2 separate regions of the Mus musculus genome follow, and region 2 is linked to region 1. The links are chromatin contacts, called in public HiChIP or PLAC-seq maps. All regions are on one chromosome and are shown on one strand. The core of a region is the stretch at or near the end of the contact, and the rest is flanking DNA. Distances in the headings are between cores, read along the strand shown.

Region 1 (4,822 bases), core at 115-2,614:
TTTCTTAGAAAAGAATTTAGACATAATCATGTTAGTGTGTGAGTGCACACATATGTATACACACACACACACACACACACACACACACACACACTTTGTGGATGAAGAAATCCAGGCATCTGGGAGCCAAAGAGAATTGCCTAAGAGATGCACCCACACCAAAGTGGAGGGAGAACTTGGAAGCACGTTTTCTGCTTTTTTCAATTACTAATTTGGTTTCTTTCCACGACACCCTTAGAAAAAGTCTCTAGTCTAAGAGGCCACTGTGAACTAGGAAGTCACAGAGAAGGCAGCTTCCAAGATCCAGTGTTTCTTCTCTGGCCTCCCCAGCACCATCCAGACCCAGCAAACCACTGGCTAAAGGAAATGGAGGCCTGGGGGGGGGGGGAATGTGGGGGGGGGGCGGCGAGCACTTTCTGACCCAAGAATGTGAGGCTGGTATTTTCCCCCAGCATAAAATAGAGAAAAACTGGGAGTTGGCCTTCCCGCAGTCCCTGACGTGTCTTGGGCTGAAAGCCAAGTACTTAATCCTTTCTACCATGGCTCCCTCCTTGGAGAAACAGTTTTGATTCGTTTTTAAAGACAGGTTCTTGCTACGTCACCCAGGCTGGCCCTGAACTCACTGCGTACTTTGATTTCTTGATGGCTGACTATGAGTACTGAAAACTCCAACCCGGCAGCGTGTAGTGCTGTGTGCCTCTCCTTATAGAGTTAAACTCAGCCAGGCCTGCCCGAGAGAAACCCTAAACTGGCGCCACATTCCTGCTGGAACTCTGTCACAGTCTCAGCTCAAACTGGCCTCCAGATGGACAAGGTAAAGGTGGGGGCATGAGGGCGGAGGGCGGAGGGAAGTGAGATCAGGACCTTGTGGCAACAGAGAAGCCAGTGGACTGGAAAGCCGGCCAGTGGTTAAAGAGGTCAGAGCAGCCAGGCACCAGTGAGTTCACTTACCTAAGATCGCCACCGACAGACGGCCCAGGGGGTGGTCGCTGGCTCTGCTCACGGGGATCCACCTTGGGCCGCTCAGACCTCCCTCGCCCTCTCCAGTCCCAGGTAAGTGGTGGAGCAGGCTCTCGAGCAGGAAGTGGATGCTGTATGCAAATCTCTACGGAGAGGAAGCCTCTGCTCAGCCTCTCCCCGTGGGGCAGTGAATCAACCGCCAAGAAGTCACTTTATTTCTTAAAACAGAAACCTCTTGCGTTCACCAGAGAGAACCAGCAACCAATTAGGCTGCATCCTGCTTTTACCACCCAGATAAGAAACTGTGAGGAATGCCCCGGGCTTCTGGGTTACTGCAGCGCCTGAGAAGGTGTCTCCCGGAGACAGAACTTGCGGTCTTCACACTGCTTATTCTTGAGCAGCTTCAAACGAGCCTGGGCCTGATAATGGGAGGGAATATGAAGCAAGAACTTTTAACTGTGTTTTTTAACTCACCAAAACAGATTTGCTGCCTGTAACTATGGGGCAAAGGATTCACTGCCTACAGCCCTGTGCAGGACTGTATCACACACACACACACACACACACACACACACACACACACACACACACCTCTGACTTCTCATTTCACAATCTTTTGATTTGGGTTTTTGTTTGTTTTGCTTTTTTGTTTGTTTTTGTTTTCGAGACAGGGTTTCTCTGTGTAGCCCTGGCTGTCCTGGAACTCACTCTCTAGATCAGGCTGGCCTCGAACTCAGAAATCCCCCTGCCTCTGCCTCCTAACGCTGGGATTAAAGGCATGTGCCACCACTGCCTGGCTCTCATTTCACAATCTTAAGTTTATTTCTTTCTTTTCCCTTTGTTTATTCAGTACACTACAGAATTTATTGCACAGACAGGGATCCTGGAGGCAGAACAATGGCACCATGCTATGTGTGGGTAATATAAATCCAGGTTATTTCTAAAGCACTGGAGGGTGATGGGAGCCAGTCCGGGTGTGAACTCTCAGGCCACCAGCCAGCACTGATCGCAGCCACTGAACTTCCCCCCTCTACCATAGAAAGTGTCTCAGACTGAGCCAGTCCAGTCTCTCCACTCTTGCATAGGGAACATTGCCCAAAATGTCCTCAATCAGATTGCCCCAGGTCTGCCTAAGTATTACACTTAAAGTTGTACCACACATTATAAACAAAGGGAATGTGGCTTGTTTTTAAAACTTTATAATAAAGTGGTACACATTGTGGTGTGTTCTTACAATGAAGTACTACTTAGCTGTTAAAACAATGAAAATTTGTATTCATTTGTATTATTTGTACAAACATGGGAAGGTGGCTTTGAGAAATTATTTAATAAAACATTATTCTTGACAATATATATATATATATGTAGTGACAGAGAGAGAGAGGTGTCCCCAGCATGTAGGACACTGCTTATGACATTGTAGGCAGTCACTGTATACCTGTTGGATCATCACGTCAGAAATGGCTGTAGCTGAGCCTGGTAACACAGGCCTGATAGTCCCATATTTATTAGCTCAGCCTTGAACTTTCTGCCTCGAACATTATTATTAGATCTTAGGGGTTGGGGGAAAACAACACTCCTTGTGGAGTGGCTGAAACGAGGGTAATTGGGGAGGGGCAGCTGTCAGCATTGAAAGGAGAACAGGAAAGGAAGGCATGGAAGGGGTGGTAGAGGAGAGAAGATGAACTCATTTCTCATAGCTGTCCTTAAATGGGCTGAGATGAGCCTCAGAGTAGTTTCTGGAAACCTCTGCCTTTGGAACCCTTTCCATGAGGAGTCAGGACAGCCAGTCTCCACCCAATGAGAGCTGTGGCCTGGGGGAAAGGCAGCAAGCCTAAGGCTTGTCTGAGGTTGCTGGGCACCCCTCCTCTCTGAATCCATCCTGAGTTTGGGGAATGGGATAACAGCTCCTTGCTGAGAGCATCTGCTGGGCCCCTCCTGGAAAGCAGCCCAAGGATGTAAACTGTTTATAGAGAGTCTCCTGCGCCGAGAAACTTCTGTCTGCGCATGCCTGGCAAGCTTAGACTGAAAGGAATGACAGAGGCCATGCCTGAGGACTGGGACATCAACATCTCAGGTTCCCAGATGCTATCCACTGCTGTCTGGATGCTCGTGTGTAACCTCCAGGGAGCAGCTCTTTCCTGAGGACCTTTGCACACCTTTAACAACCTTTAACCTTTAACCTTTAACTTTCAAGCAGACCCGAGAGGTGCAGAAGCTGCCATTTGCGCTGTGCCTTCGAAGAACACAACACTCAAGAGACACCTGGTAGCTTCTAGAAGGGCACATAGCTAATTTGTGGAGCAGCCAGAGCTGTCTCGCTTGTAGTGTCTTTCCTCCCTCGGCTGCTTGGCTCTGGACTGTTTCCTACAAGTTTGAGTGCAGCTGAGGTACTTCCCTTTCTTTATACAATTCTTGACAACACTCAAGAGGGGAAGGAAGGAAGCAGTAAACAGGCATGGCCATGGCTGCCAGTCACTTGGGTCTGTGTTTACTGTGTTTACACATGGATCGCTGCTGTCAAAGTCAAAAGGAGCAGGTCGTGGTGTCAAGACATGGGCTAACCATCTCACGCTGAGTTAAAAAGTCCAGAAGTCATTCTGTAGACCAGGCTGGCCTTGAACTCAGAGATCCGCCTGCCTCTGCCTCTTAAGTGCTGGGAGTTCCAGGACAGCCAGGGCTACAGAGAAACCCTGTCTTGGAAAAAAAAAAAAAAACCAAAACCAAAACAAACAAACAAACAAAAAAATCCAGATGTAAAGGATTTATGTTTGCCAAGTTCTAGGGCTTGTTTTGGTTGCCTTTCTGTTGCTGTGAGAAGATACCATCACCAAGGCAACTCAGAAAAGAAAGTGTTTAGTTAGGCATTACTGTTTCAGAAAGTTAGACTATGTGGTGGTTTGAATGATCGGCCATAGGGAGTGGCAGTATTAAGATATATTGCCTTATTAGAGTTGGTGTGACCTTGTTGGAAGAAGTATGTCATATGTTACCGCCTCCTATGCTCAGGCTCTGCCCAGTATGGAAAAGACCCTCCTTGCTGCCTGCATAAATGAGTCTCCACCTGGCTGCCTTCAGATCAAGACGTAGAACTCTAGGCTCTCCAGCCCCAAGTCTACTTGCATGATGCAATTCTTCCATTGATGATAATGTACTGAACCTCTGAACCTATAAGTCAGCCTTGGATATACTGTCTCTTCACATCAATAAAACCCTAAGTTAGTACTAGGGACTAGGGTATTACTGTGATAGGCCTGATCATGCTTTTGTTTGGAAGAATGTGGATTTTGGGACTTTGGATTTTAAATGCAATGGAATGCTTTAAGTGGGACTTAATGGGCCATCCTTGTAGGAATATGAAAGACTTTGTTGCTGAGAGTTCTGCATCTTGTTCCAAAGGCAGACAGAAGACTGGCTAGGAAAAGGATCTTAAAGCTTGTGTGATCTTAAAGCTCACACTCACAATGACACACTTCCTCCAACAAGGCTACACCTACTCCAACAAGGCCAACTTCCTAATAGTGCCACTCCCTGGACCAAGCATATTCAAACCACCACAGAACTATAATTCAAAAATGGAGGGCACACCTGTGAGAGATTGAGAGATTTTTCTGATTAGTTGAAAGTCAGTGAGTTCACTTCTAGTCCAGAACTTTGAGGTAGGAAGATAAGCCTCTGATTCAGATTTTGAGATGGGAAGACACAGGTTTTTTATCTAGACTTGAGATGGGAAGACATCTTTAATCTGGGCAATACCTTCTTCTGGAAGCCAATATAAGGACATGGAAGAAGGAAGGTTTTTGCTTTTTGCCTGCTTTGCCTTGCCTTGCTCACACAACCATTCCTTCATTTCCATTGGAAT
Region 2 (5,410 bases), core at 1,743-4,242, 630 kb before region 1:
CAGCTGGCTCGGACAGTGCTACCCTTTTTCATAGGGCACCTTCACGCTGACGTCTGAGTGGTTGTACAATTCACATCCCCACTGGCGGTGTAGGCTCTCATCTGCACCACATTTGTTGTTAGTTCAAGAGAAAATGTCCTGACTGAGCTTTCTCCTTCTGTTTCCTTCTTTTTGTCCTGTTTATCCCCGACCCCACTAGATGGCGTAGAGTGGCTGCAAATGAAGGATAATGATTTCTCCTATAGACCCAACATGATTTGCAGCTTTCTCCATGAACATGAAGATGAGGCTGCAGGGCCGGCCTCTGATAAACCTGTGGAGCTGGAAGACCAAGAGAGTCAGATGAAAGGCAGTGCGGAGCAGACACAGGAGCAGGAGAAGGTGGAGCACTCGGAAGTGGAGGACCCTGCTCCTTCAGGGGAGACCCCTTCTGAGATGGAAAGTTCTGTTTTCATGGGAACTCAAGATGGAAATGTTTCTCAAAACAACCAGTCGTGAACTTGAAAGAAGTGGTCTTGTATGCAATTACTGCTTAGCTGTGTGTGGCTCACCATCCCGTGTTATTTTGACAGTATGCGTTTCCAGGTACGTCAGGACTTAGTATACCAGAGTCACGTAGGACCACACAGGAATTCAGCTTTTAGAACATGAGAGAGAGCATCATAGTTAAAATGCTCTTCCAGAGGACCTGGATTCGATTTCTAGTGTATACGTGGCAGTTTGGAGCCATCTGAGACTTCAGTTTCCAGAGATCTGATGCCTGCTTCTGGCCTCTGTGAGCCCCAGGTTCTCTCCTTCTACCTTTGTGGGAATTAAACTCAGGTCATCAGCCTTGTGCAGCGAACACTTTACCTGTTGGGCCGCCTCACAGCCCTCTCCACACACACCCCTCCTAAAAATACTTATGTGGGGCAGTTGGTGGCACACACCTTTGATCCCAGCACTCCGGAAGCAGAAGCAGGCACATTTCTCAGTTCAAGGGCAGCCAGTCTACAAAATGAGTTTCAAGAGAGCCAAGAGTTTCAAGGAGGTCTGAAGAGACTTTGGGCCTCTTAGAACTGGAGATAGAGATGGCCATGAGCCATGTGGTGCTGGGATTGCAGTCCTGTCCTTCCTAAGAGCAGTGAGTCCTCCTAACTGCTGGGCCATCACCACTCTTGTCTTCTGCCCCATACTCACCCTCCTTTTTTCCTGAGACAGAGTTTTTATATGTAACCCAGACTAGCCTTAAATTCTCTAGCCTTCTGACCGCAGCAAGTGTTCTTGTGTTTTAAAGTCATCCTGTGAAGAATGCAATAAGTCAGATGACTTTTTTTTTGTACAACAGATATTATATATCTGGGTTTTGTGGTTTTTTTGTTTGTTTTGTTTAAATCACAGATGAGTTCCTAGAGGATACATATTCAATGTCATCTAACCTAATCCAGTTCTGAAGTTCTGATCCTTAGTCAACCTGGACTTAGTGTCAGATCCACAGCCCCATACCATCGTGCCATCTCTAGTCTACATGCTAATCTCAAGTAGTTCCCCAAGTTACCCACCGCCTCTGACTTGCCTACAAACTGAATGTTCCCACAATGCTTTTCTCACCTTCAATTGCTTGCTAGCACAGCTCATAGAACTTGGGAAAAGGAGTTTGTTTACCAGATGGATTTATTGCTTATTTATTTTGAGACAGTGTCTTAAATAGTCCGGTCAGACTTGGACAGGAGTTTGTGCCTAGGACGGTGTATATAGTTAAGTGCTATACCACTGAGACTGCCCAGGTAGCTCCAGCCAGGCCTTTAAAGCTATTTAGAAGCCACCTTCCTAACTTGCCATTATCCATCCCAATATGCAAAAAGATGGATTTCCTGGAATGGCAGGACATGCCTTTAATCTTGGTAGGCTATGCATTTAGTTCCAGTGGTCCATAGGGAAAGGCAGCATCTCAGGTTCTACACCAGCACGGTCAACAGCTCTATGCCAGCACTGGCTGCATTTCAAGATCCTCACCCCAAAACAGAGCACACAAATGCACAGACCTTGCAATGGTAAATTAGGTCACTTGTGGTGGCAAATGACTGTAATTTTTGTCACTCAAGTGGCAGAAACAACACAGAATTCAAGATCCCGGTGATCTATATAGCAAGTTACAGGCCAGAGAAAGTGATGTAGAGAAACCCTGTCTCAAAACAAAACTCAAAATTTAATAAAGTCAGACCCAAGACTGCACACTATGAGATTCAATTCATACTATGTACAGCAGACTAGGCAATTCCAGGCAACACCGTGCCACTCGTGGATGGGTATGTGAGCTCTTTGAAGTAATAAAAGTATATTGCATGAGATAATAGTTGATGGTTGCATCTAAATCCCTACACAGCCTGATCTTCCAGCCTTCCTTTCTAAAGTACTGAGATGCCAGGACTGCAGCCCAATGCTGAGTTCTTTGATGTGTGTGTGTGTGCGCGTGCACCTCATTGTGGAGTGGAGGTTGAATTTTTAATTTTCAATTCTGCCCTCTCCTCCCCCAATGCTGGTGTTACTGCCTTCACGGCTGTGCTGGCTTCAGTGGCTTTGTGAAGGCACCCAAACCAATGAATTGTACACATTACCAGGTGTATTTTATATAACTATATGCAAGTTATATGACTGAGACTTGAGAGAAAGTCACGATGAGCAGTATTCTTCGTGTATCTTTCATGTAGAAGGCGAGGGGTTAATCAAGCTGCTTCAACTGCTCTCCCAGTTAATGGCGTCCTTTTCATAGCAGTACTTTTGGTAACTGAGTACCGTACCTCCAACCTTTCTAGCATTCTGGTTATTTCCCTGAAAAGGAACACTTGCCTCCCAAATCCTCGACTAAGTCGTTTACTTTCCGGAGAACAATCAAACAACGTTCCGTAACCAAGGGAGACGGAACGCCATGCCTTCCCAAAATGGCCGCCAGCGCGGACAGCCGGGCTGTCCATTGAAGTGGTATTTCGCACTTCCGGCACCGTCTCTTCCGGCGCTCGCGGCGGCTTCCCGGAAGTAATCGGTACACGTGCATTCGCTAAGGGATCTTGCAGCTATGGATGCTTTGGACAAAGTTCTGTAAGTGTGTGGGGCGCGATGGCGTGGGGGCGAGTCTCCCGTGACCTCCGACGCGGTCTTCCCGCTGTCGCTCTTTCCGGTCGTGCTTTGCTAGTGGTCCCTGGGAAGGAGTCGGCTCGGCCGATTCTCCGTCCCGAATCGCCGCTGGGGAAGCCGTGGTGGCAGACCGCGGGCGGTGGACTGGAGCGAGGGCGGACGCTGTGATCGGCTTATGACCTCGCCGCTGATAGATTCTGAGCTGTGAGAATGGTGGTGGCCTCGGAATCTGACAAGAACCAGGCGACAAACTGGACTCAAAGTTTTGTCACTCTGGGCATTTGAACAGCCCTAAATCAGTTTACCCTGTAAAAAATAGCTGTCACAACAGCCGTGTGTCATAGAACTGTAGAGAGCAGTGTTTGCCACAACAGGTACAAAATGGGAATTTTTCTTTTCCTTCCAACCTTGTACACTTCTGCATTTCCCTGAGTGATGGTTACGTTTGTTCAAAAAATACTTATTGAGTTCCCAAATGCTATTGCATTGGTTCTTACAGTTTTCTGCTACTTAAGTAAATATGTAGTGTAGACGACAGTTTCTTTTTAGTCATTAATGAATTTTGTGCACCTACTATGACTAACTAGTAAGGTGCTATTTATATTGATAACTGGTTAGTCAAATTGCATAAAGACACGGGCTGTAAAGTGTATAAAAACAGTGTGTGCCTTGATTTAACTCAATAAAATGTGTACATCTTTGACTGACTATTAAATGACTAACTTGGGTTTTTTTTTTTTTTGTTTGTTTGTTTTTTCGAGACGGGGTTTCTCTGTATAGCCCTGGCTATCCTGGAACTCACTCTGTAGACCAGGCTGGCCTTGAACTCAGAAATCTGCCTGCCTTTGCCTCCCAAGTGCTGGGATTAAAGGCATGTGTCACTACTGCTCAGCCTAACTTGGTTTTATACATGACATTTCATTGGAGGAGAATTTTTAAATTCTATGTGGGAAATTAAGGTGTATGCATATTTTGGGTTTTCTTTTATTTTTTTCTTTCTTTCCTCTCCCTTTCTCCTTCCTTTCCTTCCTCCCCTCCCTACCTCCCCTTTTCTTTCTCTCTCTCTTTCTCTCGCTCTCTTTTTGTCCCTCCTCCCTTCTTTTTTTTCTCTCTTTCTTCTTTCCCTACCTGTCCCAAGACTGGGAAATGGAGGGTTATTTTTATTTGAGAGAGGAGAAATTTTGTTCATAGAAAACTGTGAAAAGTATCATGTTTACTGCAGCAAATCAGAAGCAAAGTTGAATTCTTTTTTTTTACATTCTTTTTTTTTAAATTAGGTATTTTCTTTACATTTCCAGTGCTATCCCAAAAGTCCCCCATACCCTGCCCCCTGAATTATTTGCACATTGGAGTTGTAACTTACATCTAGTACAATTTTAACGTTGGCTTCCATGCCAGCAGTGAAGATCTTGGGCATATTATTTTTTTAGTCTTGAGTTGCCTGATTTGTTAAAGAGCTGTAATTACAGGCCACCATGCAGAAACATACTAAGTTAAAAACAACGCTTAACTTGACGTCATCTCATTTTTTAAATTTATTTTTATTTATGTATGTGTGAATGCTAGCTTGTATTTATGTGCACTTGTGTATGCAATGCCCGCAGAAGCCGGAAGAGAACAGCAGGTCCCTGGAACTGGAATTACAGCCAGTTGGGAGCTGTCCTGTGGGTGCTAAGAACCAAATCTACATTCAGATCTACAAAGGCAGCACTTGCTCTTAACCTAACCTCGAAGCCCCACAATCCTTTAGTGTTTAATAAGAGGTGTAGAAAAAATTAGTATTAGAACAAGTGAGAATAGCAAAAAGGAAGTTTATGTAAGAAACCAAAAGCTAATAAAACACATATCTAACAGTAATGATAAAATACTGTTGCTAATACCATCTTGAAAAAGTAGGGATTTTTGTTTGTTTGTTGAGACAAGGTTTCTCTGTGTAGCCCTGGCTGTCCTGGAACTCACTCTGTAGACCAGGCTGGCCTCGAACTCAGAAATCGGCCTGCCTCTGCCTCACAAGTGCTGGGATTAAACTCGTGTGCCACCATCACACACTGGCTAAGTGAGGTTTTTGTTTTGTTTTGTTTGTTGTTATTGTTGGAATCCTGCTTGATAAATGTGAGTACCATTCCTGCTGAGTTCCTGTCATATGAGGAAAATGTGTAACTTGTTCTGAATTGTGCTTTTTTTTTTTTTTTTTTACAGAAAGCCTAAAACTAAAAGGGCTAAGAGATTCCTTGAGAAGAGAGAACCGAAACTCACTGAGAACATTAAGAATGCCATGCTGATTAAAGGCGGAAAT

The links. HiChIP or PLAC-seq counts read pairs in DNA pulled down with a chosen protein or histone mark.
Region 2: a contact with region 1 is called in an H3K27ac HiChIP or PLAC-seq map of epiblast stem cells, with 2.8 times the contacts expected there. The contact joins the promoter of Rpf2 here to the promoter of Traf3ip2 in region 1. A contact is called at or near these places in 2 of 39 promoter capture datasets (hippocampal neurons and pre-B cells) and 4 of 115 datasets of contacts at active chromatin or transcription factors (T-cell acute lymphoblastic leukemia, epiblast stem cells, memory CD8 T cells and 1 more).

The regions. Positions count from the first base shown.
Region 1 is chr10:39,609,476-39,614,297 of GRCm38.p6, reverse strand. Traf3ip2 (TRAF3 interacting protein 2) reads right to left here and starts at 1,364. Exons shown (of 9, transcript NM_134000.3): 1 at 952-1,364. Gm16364 (predicted gene 16364) reads left to right here and starts at 616. Exons shown (of 6, transcript NR_152259.1): 1 at 616-814.
Region 2 is chr10:40,244,621-40,250,030 of GRCm38.p6, reverse strand. Rpf2 (ribosome production factor 2 homolog) reads left to right here and starts at 2,992. Exons shown (of 10, transcript NM_023323.3): 1 at 2,992-3,078; 2 at 5,314-5,410. The coding sequence starts at 3,056. Gtf3c6 (general transcription factor IIIC, polypeptide 6, alpha) reads left to right here. Exons shown (of 6, transcript NM_026113.5): 6 at 200-2,330. The coding sequence ends at 498.